Regions from separate parts of the Mus musculus genome. Here region 1 is linked to region 2. Evidence: chromatin contacts called from public Hi-C data. All regions are on one chromosome and are shown on one strand. Each heading gives the region's core, a stretch centred on a gene start, on an enhancer-like site or on the middle of the called end of the contact. The rest is flanking DNA. Distances are from core to core; before and after follow the strand shown.

Region 1 (6,253 bases), core at 477-2,976, 340 kb before region 2:
ACATTACCTTAAAAGGCAGCTGAGTTGTCGCTGACCTCATCTTGCATGGGACCTTAGTCTTCAGATGACATCAGTCATTGCTTTTCTCAAGAGATGTGGTTCACTGTCATGATGGAAGTCATGCTGCAGGTCCAGGGAAGAGCTCTTGGATTTGTGACTCAGACAAGAGGCAGTCCTCCTTTCTCATTTCTGTTCTCTTCCTGTGGTTCACAGGGTAACGCTCAGGTACATGATGGGAAGGAATATGGCCAATGGATTGGGGGGTGGGGAACTGGCAGATGGATAGCTTTGTCCTGCACTCATGATACACTCCTTAACTAATTTCCTTCTCATCCGGAGTCCTGCCCTGAGGAGACACTCGGGAAACGCCCTTGGAAGTTGTGCTTGAAGTGAACTCAGATCTCAGAAGATGGTGTTGCTGCAGCTCACAAGTTCCTGAAGTCTGCTGATTACAGCCTGAACTTGCCTTTCTAATGAAATATTGTCTCTATTGAGAGAGCAAGCCACACACAGGTGTCACATAGAGCTTGCGTGACAGCGGGGCTGTTCTGTTTCAGAAACTCTAGAGCATCTGTCCCTCCTTAGTAATGTCTTCTTTTTACTCCTGCAAATACTTCGATTTCATGCTTTGAATGTAAAGATGAGGGGCGGGGATTTGTGAGCATGTAGGGGGTCCATGTATATCCCAGAATCAACAGAAGGCTACTTCTGCCTATTCTTCAACCCATGACTTGTGTTTACACTTCTGTACACAGCCATTCAGCATTACTCTCTCCACAAAACCCAGCGGAAACCCACTGATCTTTCCCACCCCAACTTCCCAACTTCATAGGCATCCTCTAAGCTTCTCCAACATCAGGATCACGACTCTTCAATGCTTGGGTGTCAATAGTTCTTGGGTGTCAGATTTCTGTTTGAACAATCTGTATGACAGTGTAAACCCAGGAGGTCAGGGGTCTCTTATTTACCTGTGTACTCAGCACTTATAACAACAGGCCAGTGAGACATCACTACCCACGTTCCCCTGGGTCACGTCCCAGAGTCACCATGGATAGACTTTGTGACTCATCTATGGCCTTTGTTTACACCCAGGCCTCCTAGCTCTTAAAAATCTCACCTCAGAGCAGAAGGCCTTAAGCTAGCTGCTCCCTTTCTTTGTTTGACCTGTTTGTCTCCTTCCCACTGTGAGCTGCTCCATCCACTGTACTCTATTCACTGACCCTGCCTTCCAGCACCACAGACCCCTCAAGGTTATGCACACCCTTGGTTAACAATGTACAGGGCTTTCTGCAAAAGAAATCAGCAGGCTCAAATATCAATGTGTTTGGTCCATAAACAAGTACACACACACACACATACACACACACAATAATAATAATAAAATAACAACAATAATAATAATGATGATGATGATGATGATGTACAAGTTTGGAGATTGGTGTGGTGACTCTACAACTTCCTTTATTAGCAGAGTGGAGCTTTGTTTGATTTCTGAAATGTGTCTAAGATCGAGAGCAACTGAGTCTCAGCATTTCACACCAACAGCTACATCCCAACCTTGTTTGGTGACAGGGCAGGGTGCTGGGGGGTTCCCATAGAGCATTATTTCTTCCTTAACCAGGCCCTGAGTGTTTCTGAAGATTTGAAGATGTGTTTGAAGGATGCTATAGACATCTTGGCAAGGCTGTGCTGGTTTATTCTTCCCACTTTGGAAAGCAGCCAACACTACCAGAAGTGGAAAGCCTGCGTGGAGAGAGACTTCCTGCTTTCCTGGATGGGGCAGTGTCAAGGCCTGACATCTGATACAGCACTCAGTTCTTTTCCCTTTTAGGTAGACCACTCTGTCCTGAAAAGTGAGGAAATGCCGGTGTCGCCCCCTTTTTTATGCTGCTGGATTCCAGGAACAGAAACAATCTGAAAGAAAAGCAGTTAGAAAAAATTCCATTGCCTAGTCTCTCTCCTATGTCCTCAGGTACCTCGTGTCTGAAGAGAGAGGAAACAGGAAGAAAACATGCCGTGTAATTTTTACCTCAACTCTACTGTGCCGCTCATGTTCACTGGCACCCATTCTGCTAGGACAAACCTGTAACATCTTACTTTTGTGTCCCATATCAGATTTTTAGCAAGAATGTGTATTATAGGAAGTGAAGCCCCTCTCCCATCATACATTTTAACTGAGCATATCCTATGTGCCCAATACTCCCTGACTAGGGAATCAAATCAGCACCATTTCCCATGTTACCAATAGTTCTAGGGTATACACCATTCTCATTAACAATTTGTAGCTGTTCAATAAGAAAGTCACCTAGACAGGGTGGTGCATGTCTGCAGTCCCTGAACTTGGAAGGTAGAGGCAAGAGGATTAGGAGGTTAAGCCTCTCCTAGGCAATAAGGCAAGTTTAAGAAAAGCCCAGGCTACATGAAACATAGTCTTAAAATAATAATAAAGATACATTTCTTAAGTTCTAGAATCTTTGGAACTTGAACAGAGGCTGGCCCAGGGGATCCATGAAGTTTTTACTGACCTGAGTTTTCTGCCTTTAAAGGGTATGCTTCATCCTTCAGCTGGCTTTCCTCATGGACTCACCATGATTCTAGCAATTTTACGTTTCCCATCCAAGACTACATCATGTGGGAGAGGCTATTTCTCTTCTAAGCATTTTAATACAGGTCTCAGAGCCATCTCTGAATCTTTGGCAGTGGCTAGGCAGCAGGCTGTGCTAATTGGCTTAAGCAAGTGAGAGAGTCCTGTCTGGAGCTATGGATGAGTTCATTTTCTCCCGATATATCCAGCATGAGGCATTAGGCAATGACGAATATAGAAAGAATAATTTGGATAGTGTTGGGAAAGGTGCAGGGGAGAGAGTAGTGTGTGAGAGAGTAGTGGTAGAATCACTCAGACTTATGGCTGTAGCTTTGTTCGCTTTTGATCCTGTCCTATGACCCAAAGCCTGTCCTGCCACACAGTGCTGTGCTCGTTTAAGGTTCCAGCTGAGCTCCCAGACACATCTTTTTTTTTTTTTTTTTTTTTTTTTTGGTTTTTCGAGACAGGGTTTCTCTATGTAGCCCTGGCTGTCCTGGAACTCACTTTGTAGACCAGGCTGGCCTCAAACTCAGAAATCCTCCTGCCTCTACCTCCCTAGTGCTGGGATTAAAGGCGTGCGCCACCACGCCCACGTTTTTTTATCCAGAGTCTTTACATCTCTCTCCAGAACTCTGCCTTCGCTCCATCTTTCCCTCTTTTCTTTGTCATGTCCTGACATTCTGTTTCAGTTTGATTCCACCCTTCAGGCTGTTTCACTACTACCACCACCAGTCCTCCCCCTGGCAGGGTTGTTCTAGGTCCTGACAAGTCTTCTCTAGCCATCTGCTAAGTCCCCTTTCCCTATGGTACTTCCACATAGTTTCATTCTCATGCATCCGTTGAAATGAAACTCAGGTAATAAAGTTCATGCCACAGGTCAAAGAAATGGCACTAAGAGCAGGTGCCATGTGTCCAGGTTATGTGGACACCAAGCTGTGTGTGTCCTGCAGAAGTGCCTGTGATAGGGCTCTTCCACTGTAACACCAATGGCTCCAAACTGGCTTTAAAAAAAAACAAAAAAAAAAACAAAAACAGAAACAAATCAGTTGGAACTCAAATGCTGAAGTCTTGAGTTTAGGGTCTTAAATCCAAACCATGAAGTTAATAATGAAACTCAGTCACATAAGAATCTAACACAACTCTATGTGTACAGATATCTCAGTAAGAACCGTCCTTGCAAGTAGAGACACTTATTTAATTCTGAGGACTGGAAATACCCTTCTAAGTTTCTTGCACATCTCTGAGATTTGGTAATCAGATATGAACACATTTTAATAATTGTAGAACAATTTCTAAGCATTGTTCAAAACTTAACACCACCACCACCACCACCACCACCACCACCACCACCACCACCACCACCACCACCATCTACAAAGTGATCCATCTAGATAATCCAATTTGGAGTCACTTCAGCCAGTATTTTTTTTTCTAAGAACTCTTCCCTGTCATTTCGAAACAATTATCTAAAAAAAAAAAAAAATCTATTTTAGAGACATAGTTAGAAATAATAGGAGTCAAGAAAGCTACCAGAAAGAACAGATTGTTACTTCTTATGAAAAACGAATGCTTTAAAAACTTTTTCTAGTCAAAATATTAACAAAAAAAATTGTCCAGCCTCAAGGAGTTGCACATGTCTCTGCCAGACATTTGTCTGCCAATGTTGATACAACTATTTGGGATCAGTATTGTACAAAAGAGAAAAAAATACAAAACGAAAACTTCATAACTCCATCAAGACAGTGTTGTTAAATGGAAGCTTGGATGAGTGGATGAATGGATGGATGGATAGAGAGAGAGAGAGATGGATAGATGGGTGGATGGGTGGATGGGTGGATTGCAGGTGGATACCCAATTAAACAAAAGAACTAAAATACTAACGGTGGAATTTAGGTGGTGTGTTTATGAGTGCTTACTGTAATTATTTCAATGTTTCTATACACTTAGAAAATTTCAAAACCAAGATGTGCATTTGAAAAGTGATGTTGAATCCTAAGGAGAAGGATGGATTGGGAGAGCTCACTGCTCACGCTGCAGAGATGGACAGACAAGGAGGGCATTCATGGCTCATGCTGCAGACAACTGGAGAGAATGCTATAAACCAGGCATGGCTGGGTAGGGCTGGCATCTCTCACTGCACAGAACAATGGCTGGACATGAGACAGACTCTGGGAGTGATTGCCAGAGATGAGTGATCAACACAGTGAGTGGAGGGTCAGTTCTTACCATGTGTTCCTCCAGGGCAGCCAGGGTCCCCACTCTCCTAATTCTCTAGCAGGGAGGGAAGAAAATGCTTTGAACTGTAAGCACGTTGTCTAGATTCTGTCCTTTACCTTTTGTGACAGGCTTAAAACTGTGTGTGTGCGTGTGTGCGTGTATGTGTGTGTGTGTGTGTGCACGAGTGCACCTGTGCTTGTGTGTGTGCGTGTTTGTGTGTGTGTGTGTGCATGTATGTGCATGTGTGCCTGTGTGCACACATGTGAGTACATGTGTACATACTTGTGTGTGTATGTGTGCAAGCTCTTCCCTTTTCTAGGAACAATCTTCCTGGATTTTCTAGGAACCTCAACTCTCCATCAGTTCATGTGGACTCAGAGTGCAGTCCTACTGGAAAAAGGCATGGACACATGACACTACCGAGGCCGGGGTGCACTCTCTCGGGTAACTTTGATCTTGAGTGATCAGCCTTGGATGGAAAACTGTTGGCACTGAAACCATGGAAGGCAGGAAGAATGCATGTAATAGTCGCTGCTGCTTTTAGACCTCTCTGTGTTTCTATAATTTAACTGAGGACTGTTTCCATTGCTTGGGAAGAACGCTGACAGGACTGAGGTAGTTCCCACTTATCTTGCCAGGGTTCAAATCCACAGTCTTGTATGTTCTAAGCATATGCTGTGCCACTGAGCTATAACTAACCCAACCTTTTATATAAGGTGACAAAGAAACAAGACAGAAAAATATTACTGAATTGTAGCTACATAGTCCTATATCTGAAGCTGATCGTGCAAGATAAATTGTTAAGCATGGTTTCCTTCACCCACATCAAAACCATGCTCTCCAGTCCTTCTTCTGGATTGGGGTTCTCATTTGTAATATTACTTGTTAAGACACTGTTACTGTTGAAGTTCAAAGACCTTAGCTTTGTCTGTGTTTGCCCAAATGTTCCTGCTTCATGTCTCAAGGGTCTGCTCTTTCTCTAGCCTCTCCACCTTAGTTTTTGAGACAGGATCTCTTACTGAATCCACAATTCTCCATTTCAGCTATATTGGCTTACCAGCAATCCCTAGGGATCCATAGCAAAACAGACATTGATGTCATAATTCTCGGACCCTAGATTGATCCTCTCCTCTAGGAAACATTTTCAAGATAGTCAGCAACTTTTGAGAACCTTCACACAGATTTTCTGCATTTTCTGTTTGTGTCCTGGCTAGACTTTCAACACTTTTAATTTATCTATTTATCCATGCATAACATTAATTATTGACAAAGACAGTCAGGTTACATCACAATATTAATACTTACCATTGTCACCATACCAACTAAGGTCCATAGCTAATTGATCTTCATCTTGCCTTCCATGTGCATGCATCCCAATCTCTGTTACTGTTAATAAGTTGAGTACCACATCATATATTATCTCCATGCTATTTTCCTATATCAAAGAGATTC
Region 2 (6,563 bases), core at 2,352-4,851:
GGCAGAGAGCTTAACCTAATGATGAGGAGCAATACCCACGTGACTGAGCGCTTGGTATAAGGCTAGACCTCCAGGTTATCTGGTTTCTAGGCATGCTTTTGTTCATGCCATTGCAAAGGGAGAGGCTTTTGTGACTATTCAATGACATAGAGCCTGCTTCCTCTCCTGGCAACCTCCGTGCAGGACAGCACTGGACTAGCTGACTTCGTGCAATATAGCTCCATCCCTGCATCGACCCAGCTAGCCCTGCTATGACAAGCCTGACTGTGGGAGGCTAGAACTCAACCCAGAGAGCTCTTTACATTCTGCTGTCAGCAAACCACGGAAAGCAAATATCCACTCCCGGAAAAGCCTCTCCATGAAGAAGGACAGTGGGTTTCAGGGGACTGATGTGGGGAGTGTGGGGAGAAAACTTAGACTCCCTGCAAGGTCTCCTCAGCTGACTGAATAGAAAAGCAGGGCTTGGGCACCCCCAGTGCCTTTGAGGAAAGGAGCTGATGTTACTAATACTGTGGCAAAGGAAGAGCATCTTGGTAAGAATGGGAATTGCCTGCTGATGTATGACCCAAAACAGGGCAGCCAGGCTCATGGCTAGAATGTCAAGCACTTGCTCCAATTGTTAGCAGAGCTCAGGCCATTGGTATGCTCAGCACTGGGCCATGAGTCTGATGCTGAGTTCTGCAGCTTCCTGTCTGATTGAGGACTGAGAGCCATGCATGCAACAGCATAGAGAGTCCCCAATAACCTGCAGCTGTAAAGACTCATCTTCCTCCCCTGGCGTGAGGGGCAGCTGGAAGCTGGGGATGCAGGCAAGGTAGAGGATGCTGGCTGATCCCTCAAAGTTATGTCAGTTTGAAAGTCTCCAAAGGATAGTTACCCATCACAAACCCAGGCTGGTGCCCACAGGGATCCCAGTACCCTATGATCAGACTGGAATACAAATGGGGTTTTAGATTTAAAGGCTCGGTTTGAGTAGTGTGTGAGGAGCGGGGGACACATGAAAGGGAATCAATTCTTTTCCCAAGCTCTGTCTTGCTAGGAATGAAACTGAAGTCACTAACAAGGCCTTGTCTGACTTTAGTCCCCACCCTCTTCTCACAGGCTTTGTCCCAAGGAACAATAGGAGAAACCTGACGTCAAGTTTTCCCAAAGCCTCCTTTATCTTTGAAATGATGGGCCTGGCATTCCTGACTGTATCTCAGACCCTTCAGAGGATATTGCTGAAAGCAGAGGTCGCCTCAAATATCTCTCCCCATCCCCCACCCCCAGTACACCTGGAAGGGAAGAGCTTTGAGGAGCCTCCAAAATGTAGATACGCAAATAAGGATTGGAAAGGAGGCTGAAGCATCCTGGGTAACATGGTCTCCAGACTTTCCTGATTTCCAAAGCAGTTGCTTGAACACTGGCAGAGTGGACTGGCAGTCCACATCACATAGGCAGCAGATCCATCCTCTGACCCATCCTCGTGAGCTCATATAATTCACTCCTGGTGACTGGGAGGGGGCAGTGAGTGGGATGAAAGTGAATAAGAAAAAAAGTTATAAAAATAATAAAATAAATAAATAAATAAAATGCTAAAGTGCTGCCAAAAATAAAGGAAAAAGAAAAAGAGAGAAAGAGAGAAAAAGAAGAAAGGAAGAAAAGAGAAATAGCTACTGACTCTTTTATAGTTAAAGAAACTAAGCCTCAAAGAGATTAACTTGTCCGAGGTCATACAGCAATAAATGGTAGAAACACAGTACCAACTCAGGCTTGTTCTACTCAGAGGCCTTGCTTATCACCATTCGGCTCTAGTACCCTTCATGTTTACATCTTAGGATGACATGCCGTTGGCATCACTCCAGCCTCTGCCAGAGCCACGCAGAACCTCCTCATCTGCCTTTCTTCTAGGATACTCTGCCCATCCTTCAACAGAAACTGGTGTCTGAAGTATGTCCTTCCTATCCTGAATCCCACCGGAAACCCTCCGCCGTAGATCCGCACTGCCTTGAGGCACGGGTATGGAATTACGCGCAGTTTCTACCCGCAGCCCTTCTCACAATGGCTGCTGCCTACTAATTCCTGGCTCTCCCTCCTCCCCTTTATTTCTCCCTCGCTGCTTTCCCGAGCTGGTGGCTCTCTTCTCAACCTTTTAGGCTCATGAGTGAGAAACAGTAGCGATCTGCAAGCATCATCTTAGTATCTCAGGCATTGTACCGGGTTCTCCCCAAACCATTCCTGCCAACTCTCTTGCCATAACAAAGTCACGCATCCACTGGACCCTGTCTGGCCCAAAGTCTCCGTAGCTCCCAACAGCACGTGATCTCTTCTAAACAAGAAACGCGTGTGATTTGGTATCCACCAGATGACTATTGCACTAAGGGATACTGAAGAACCGCACCCATTCCCCACAGGACTGTGCTCCGTTCTTACTGCGCGATTGGTTGTGACAGGCAGCTTCTGAGAGCACATGACAGCTAGTAGCCAATCAGTGCTCCCCACACCTAGCAAACTGATGTATTTCTTGAGGCGGAGAGTAGGGGGAAGGCCGACTGGGAAGATAGCATCTATGGATCAATGGTGGTAGGCCCCCAGTATTTAAGAGCAAGAGGCCTCTGTCTCCTGTGTACTCTGTGGTTTCCAGGCTGGTGGGTGGTTCTTTGCCCTCCAAAGCCTTTCCTCTTACCAGAGGTCTGTGGTCTGGGGAAGGTTTTGACTGGAAACATTCAGGTCCCTGGTGGTGTTTGGAGATGTGAGACCCTTCTGTGCTAAAAGAAGAAGAAAATGAATGGTCTATTTCGAGCCCGCTAACAATCCACCGTCTAAGAACAGGCAGCAGCTCTGTAGCTGAAAGGCTGGCTTTCTGAGAAGCCCCAGGGAAGCTGGCCATGCGGCAATCGTGGCCTCAGCTCTGGCTCATCCTGCTAGAGGACCCTGCTGCCATAATGGTGGCAAAGCGTCTAGAATATTACGCCTTTGTTCTGGCTTTCTCTCCAGCCCTCCTCAACCTCCTCCCAGAGAACTCTGGTCCTGGAGCCTGTGATGTTCTTGCGTTATGAGTTAGAATCCTTGTAAACCAGAAACTTCGTGCAGGGAAGGGTACCTGTGAGAAAGCCTCCGCCTGTTTTGCTGGGGTATGAGTGGTTCAGATTGACGTCCCAGTCACAGATGTATGTATGCTCACCTGCGGGAGAACATTAGCTTGCTCCTCAGAACAAAACGGGAGCCTCTGGAGCCTGGCATGGCATGCCTGCCTGCCTGCCTGGAGTTTCCATCACACACACACACACACAAATGGTGTTTGCTTTGAATCCTGAGATCCAAAGAGACCGACAGCCACCGGTTCTAAATGTTCTGTCTATTTAAAACCTGACCAGTTGACTGAAATAACAAAGCCTGTTTCTAAGATTACCATAATTAGGAGTAAGAGTCCAGAAACAGACCCACCCATTCATGATCAATTGCTTCCAAACAAAGGTGTCACAGTAATTCATTCCGGGAAAGCATTGCCTTTTGTTTTCTGTTTGTTTTGAGACAAAGTAATCATTGTTTCTGAGTGATCAGGAAACTCACTAATAGCATGCGTGGGCTGCCCTCAAACTCCCCATTCTCCTGCCTTAGCCTCTCTGGACTGCCAAGATCACAAGTGAATGCCACCACTCCCAGCACAGTTGTCCTTTAAATAGATGGTGCTGATGCAGGATGGGATTGCTCCACACCTGTAATCCTGGCACAGGAGGTAGAGCCAAGAAGTCAACCTCAGCTACCTAAAAAACTCATAGCTGAGGAGCTGGCTCAGTGGGTAAGATCATTTGCTGAGCAATCATGACATGGTCCTGAGTTTGAACCCCAGCACCCACGCTATAGTCTGGGTGTGGTCACAAGTGTCTGTAACCTCAGAATTGAGGGCATTTATGTGACATGTTTTCCAAAAAATCCCACACTCCATTACTTATTCAAGAGAAAGAATCTCACCCACCCAAGACTTGTGCAGTAATCTCCATGGCAACTATTCATGATTTCCAAAAGATAAATACTACTCAAATGTCCATCAGCTGAAAAATGGCTTAACAGGTATGGTAGATCCATATAATAGAACGAAAATGGTAAGGGGGAGTTACTCAGAGATACAATACAAAAGAACACCCACAGCATTTGACTAAGTGAAGGGTGCCAGTCTTCAATTCCCCTTCTATGACATAAGGGAAAATCACGACGACAGAATCGGATCAGTGTTGCAGAGGATTTGGACGGAGGAAATTGCAAAGGGATCCTAAGCCATTCCCTAGAGGCAGAGTATATCAAACACTATTCAAAGGTGTATTTTGTATTATTTAATTATCCCTTAATAAATCTAACTGAAAAAAAATGAATCTTCAAAACCAGCTTGGCTCATAAAAACTCATAAACTTGGATCCTTTCTTTTATAATTAGTGGCAGTTTATACCTACAAGGGACAGATTTTACATTTGCTCTATTGAAAGCTAAGTATGATGGCTCACACTTGTGACCCCAGCACTCCAGTGGAACACTGAATGAGGAGGGCTGCTATGAATTCAGTGTTCCAAACCAGTATAGACTGCAAAATGAGATTGTATTCACACACACACACACACACACACACTTACACACACACATACACACACACATACACACACACATACACACACACACATACACACACACATACACACACACACATACACACACACATACACACACACACATACACACACACACACACACACACACACACACAGCGATTTTCTGTAGAAACCCCTTATGAAGACCAAAGTGTGGACACTTTACCCTTTCTTAGAAATGGGAACAAAACATCCATAGAAGGAGTTACAGAGACAAACTTTGGAGCTGTGACGAAAGGATGGACCATCTAGTGACTGCCATATGCAGGGATCCATCCCATAATCAGCTTCCAAATGCTGACACCATTGCATACACTAGCAAGATTTCGCTGAAAGGACCCAGTTATAGCTCTCTCTTGTGAGACTATGCCGGGGCCTAGCAAACACAGAAGTGGATGATCACAGTCAGCTATTGGATGGGTCACACGGCCCCTAATGGAGGAGCTAGAGAAATTACCCAAGGAGCTATAGGGAACTGCAACCCTATAGGTGGAACAACAATATGAACTAACCAGTACCCGGGAGCTCTTGTCTTTAGCTGCATATGTATCAAAAGATGGCCTAGTCAGCCATCACTGCAAAGAGAGGCCCATTGGACTTGCAAACTTTATATGCCCCAGTACAGGGGAATGCCAGGGCCAAAAAGGGGAGTGGGTGGATAGGGGATTGGGGAGGTGGGTATGGGGGACCTTTGGGATAGCATTGAAAATGTAAATGAGGAAAATACCTAATAAAAAAAAAAGAAACCCCTTACCCTGTGGTATCTTGTTACAATGCTGCTACAGATCAATAGAGTCCTCCCAGTAACTGGGCTGTTGCCACTTTTCTAAATCAAATTCTGAGGAGTCTCTCGTGCCTACACAAAGCCCATCAGTGCTCCCCTCCCTCTCAGTCTTCCAGAGTCACTCAGTCCAGGCATCCTGCTTCCTTCCCAAGGTGACCCAGAGACCCCAGCTTAGCTCCCTGACCTGGTTCTTTGAGTCCTTCTGCCTGACCACAGTGACCTGCAATTCCCTAAGAGGTTTTGTCGTCCTGCCCTGTAATTCCTTGGGTGGCAGCCATCCAAGAGGCCTCACCTCAATCCCCTGCCTGTACCCCAATCCCCAGGGCAGAAGAATAATGAGTTCTTGAGAAGTGGAAGAGAGTGCAGGGGCGAGAGAAGAAGGGAGGGAAGGAGAAGGCAAAGAGGGGGGAGGAGAACAATGAAGAACTAGTCTGAACAAGGTCTATTTATGATGACATAGCAGCCAAGGTTCCCATACCCTACCTTAAAGAGCTGGGTTATTTGTTTTTTGTTTGTTTTTTGTTTGTTTGTTTGATCCATGAAGCTGGGTGCTTCTCCAAGTAAGCACCACGGTCTCTTTATCTCTTATCCCAAGGGCATCATGGGCCTCTCAGCATGGAAACTTCACCTGCCAGAGATGCCCACCCAGGGCCTCCAGCATTTGTCCTTCTCATAACCCTATGTTGGTTTCCAAGCTCCCCAATTCCAGGTAGAAGAGCTTGTGACAGCATCGCTGACTCTAAAAGTCCCTGCCCTGGATCCCACCACATAGTTTTGGTCTGCTTCAGCTATTTCCTGGGTCCAGGTTTTCTTTCCCAAATAGCTGAAGTCTAGGCAGCTGTGGTTTTGGGTCTTTTTTTCTTCTTTTGAAGATTGTTAGAATCCTCTTCATACCCTCTAATGGAGACATCCCAGTGGGCTTTAGGGAAACCTGGTCCCTTCTCCCTCAGGCAGTGTTCCCTCCCTGGGCAACTGGACAGCATCCTCCTTGGAGTCACCATGTGCTTGGGATAGTTTCCCATGTGGAGGCAGGATGAAGGATGTCCTCGCTCCCCTCACAGACTAGTGGGAAACTTGAGTAAGAGGCAGTCCTATAAGGAAAATAATACTGTCTTCTTCACTTGTCAGTGGATTCCCTCCACCTAATGCTGTGACTA

Evidence for each region. A called contact is a pair of places that touch in the nucleus more often than the background predicts.
Region 1: a contact with region 2 is called in a Hi-C map of the N1E-115 cell line, with 4 times the contacts expected there. The contact joins two enhancer-like sites. A contact is called at or near these places in 3 of 484 Hi-C or Micro-C datasets (the N1E-115 cell line, bone marrow-derived macrophages and frontal cortex) and 2 of 115 datasets of contacts at active chromatin or transcription factors (embryonic stem cells and extraembryonic endoderm stem cells).

Annotation. Positions count from the first base shown.
Region 1 is chr1:152,213,059-152,219,311 of GRCm38.p6, reverse strand. Gm36920 (a long non-coding RNA gene) reads left to right here. Exons shown (of 8, transcript XR_001779484.1): 8 at 4,532-5,004. Among named protein-coding and RNA genes, the nearest start is that of Gm36920, 74 kb to the left of the region's middle. Within about 2 kb of position 1,726, at least 8 of the 459 cell types and tissues checked have an H3K27ac peak or open chromatin away from gene starts, as enhancers often do. A contact at or near this core is called in the N1E-115 cell line, where this site is marked.
Region 2 is chr1:151,875,524-151,882,086 of GRCm38.p6, reverse strand. No RefSeq gene overlaps it. Among named protein-coding and RNA genes, the nearest start is that of Edem3, 120 kb to the right of the region's middle. Within about 2 kb of position 3,601, at least 35 of the 459 cell types and tissues checked have an H3K27ac peak or open chromatin away from gene starts, as enhancers often do. A contact at or near this core is called in the N1E-115 cell line, where this site is marked.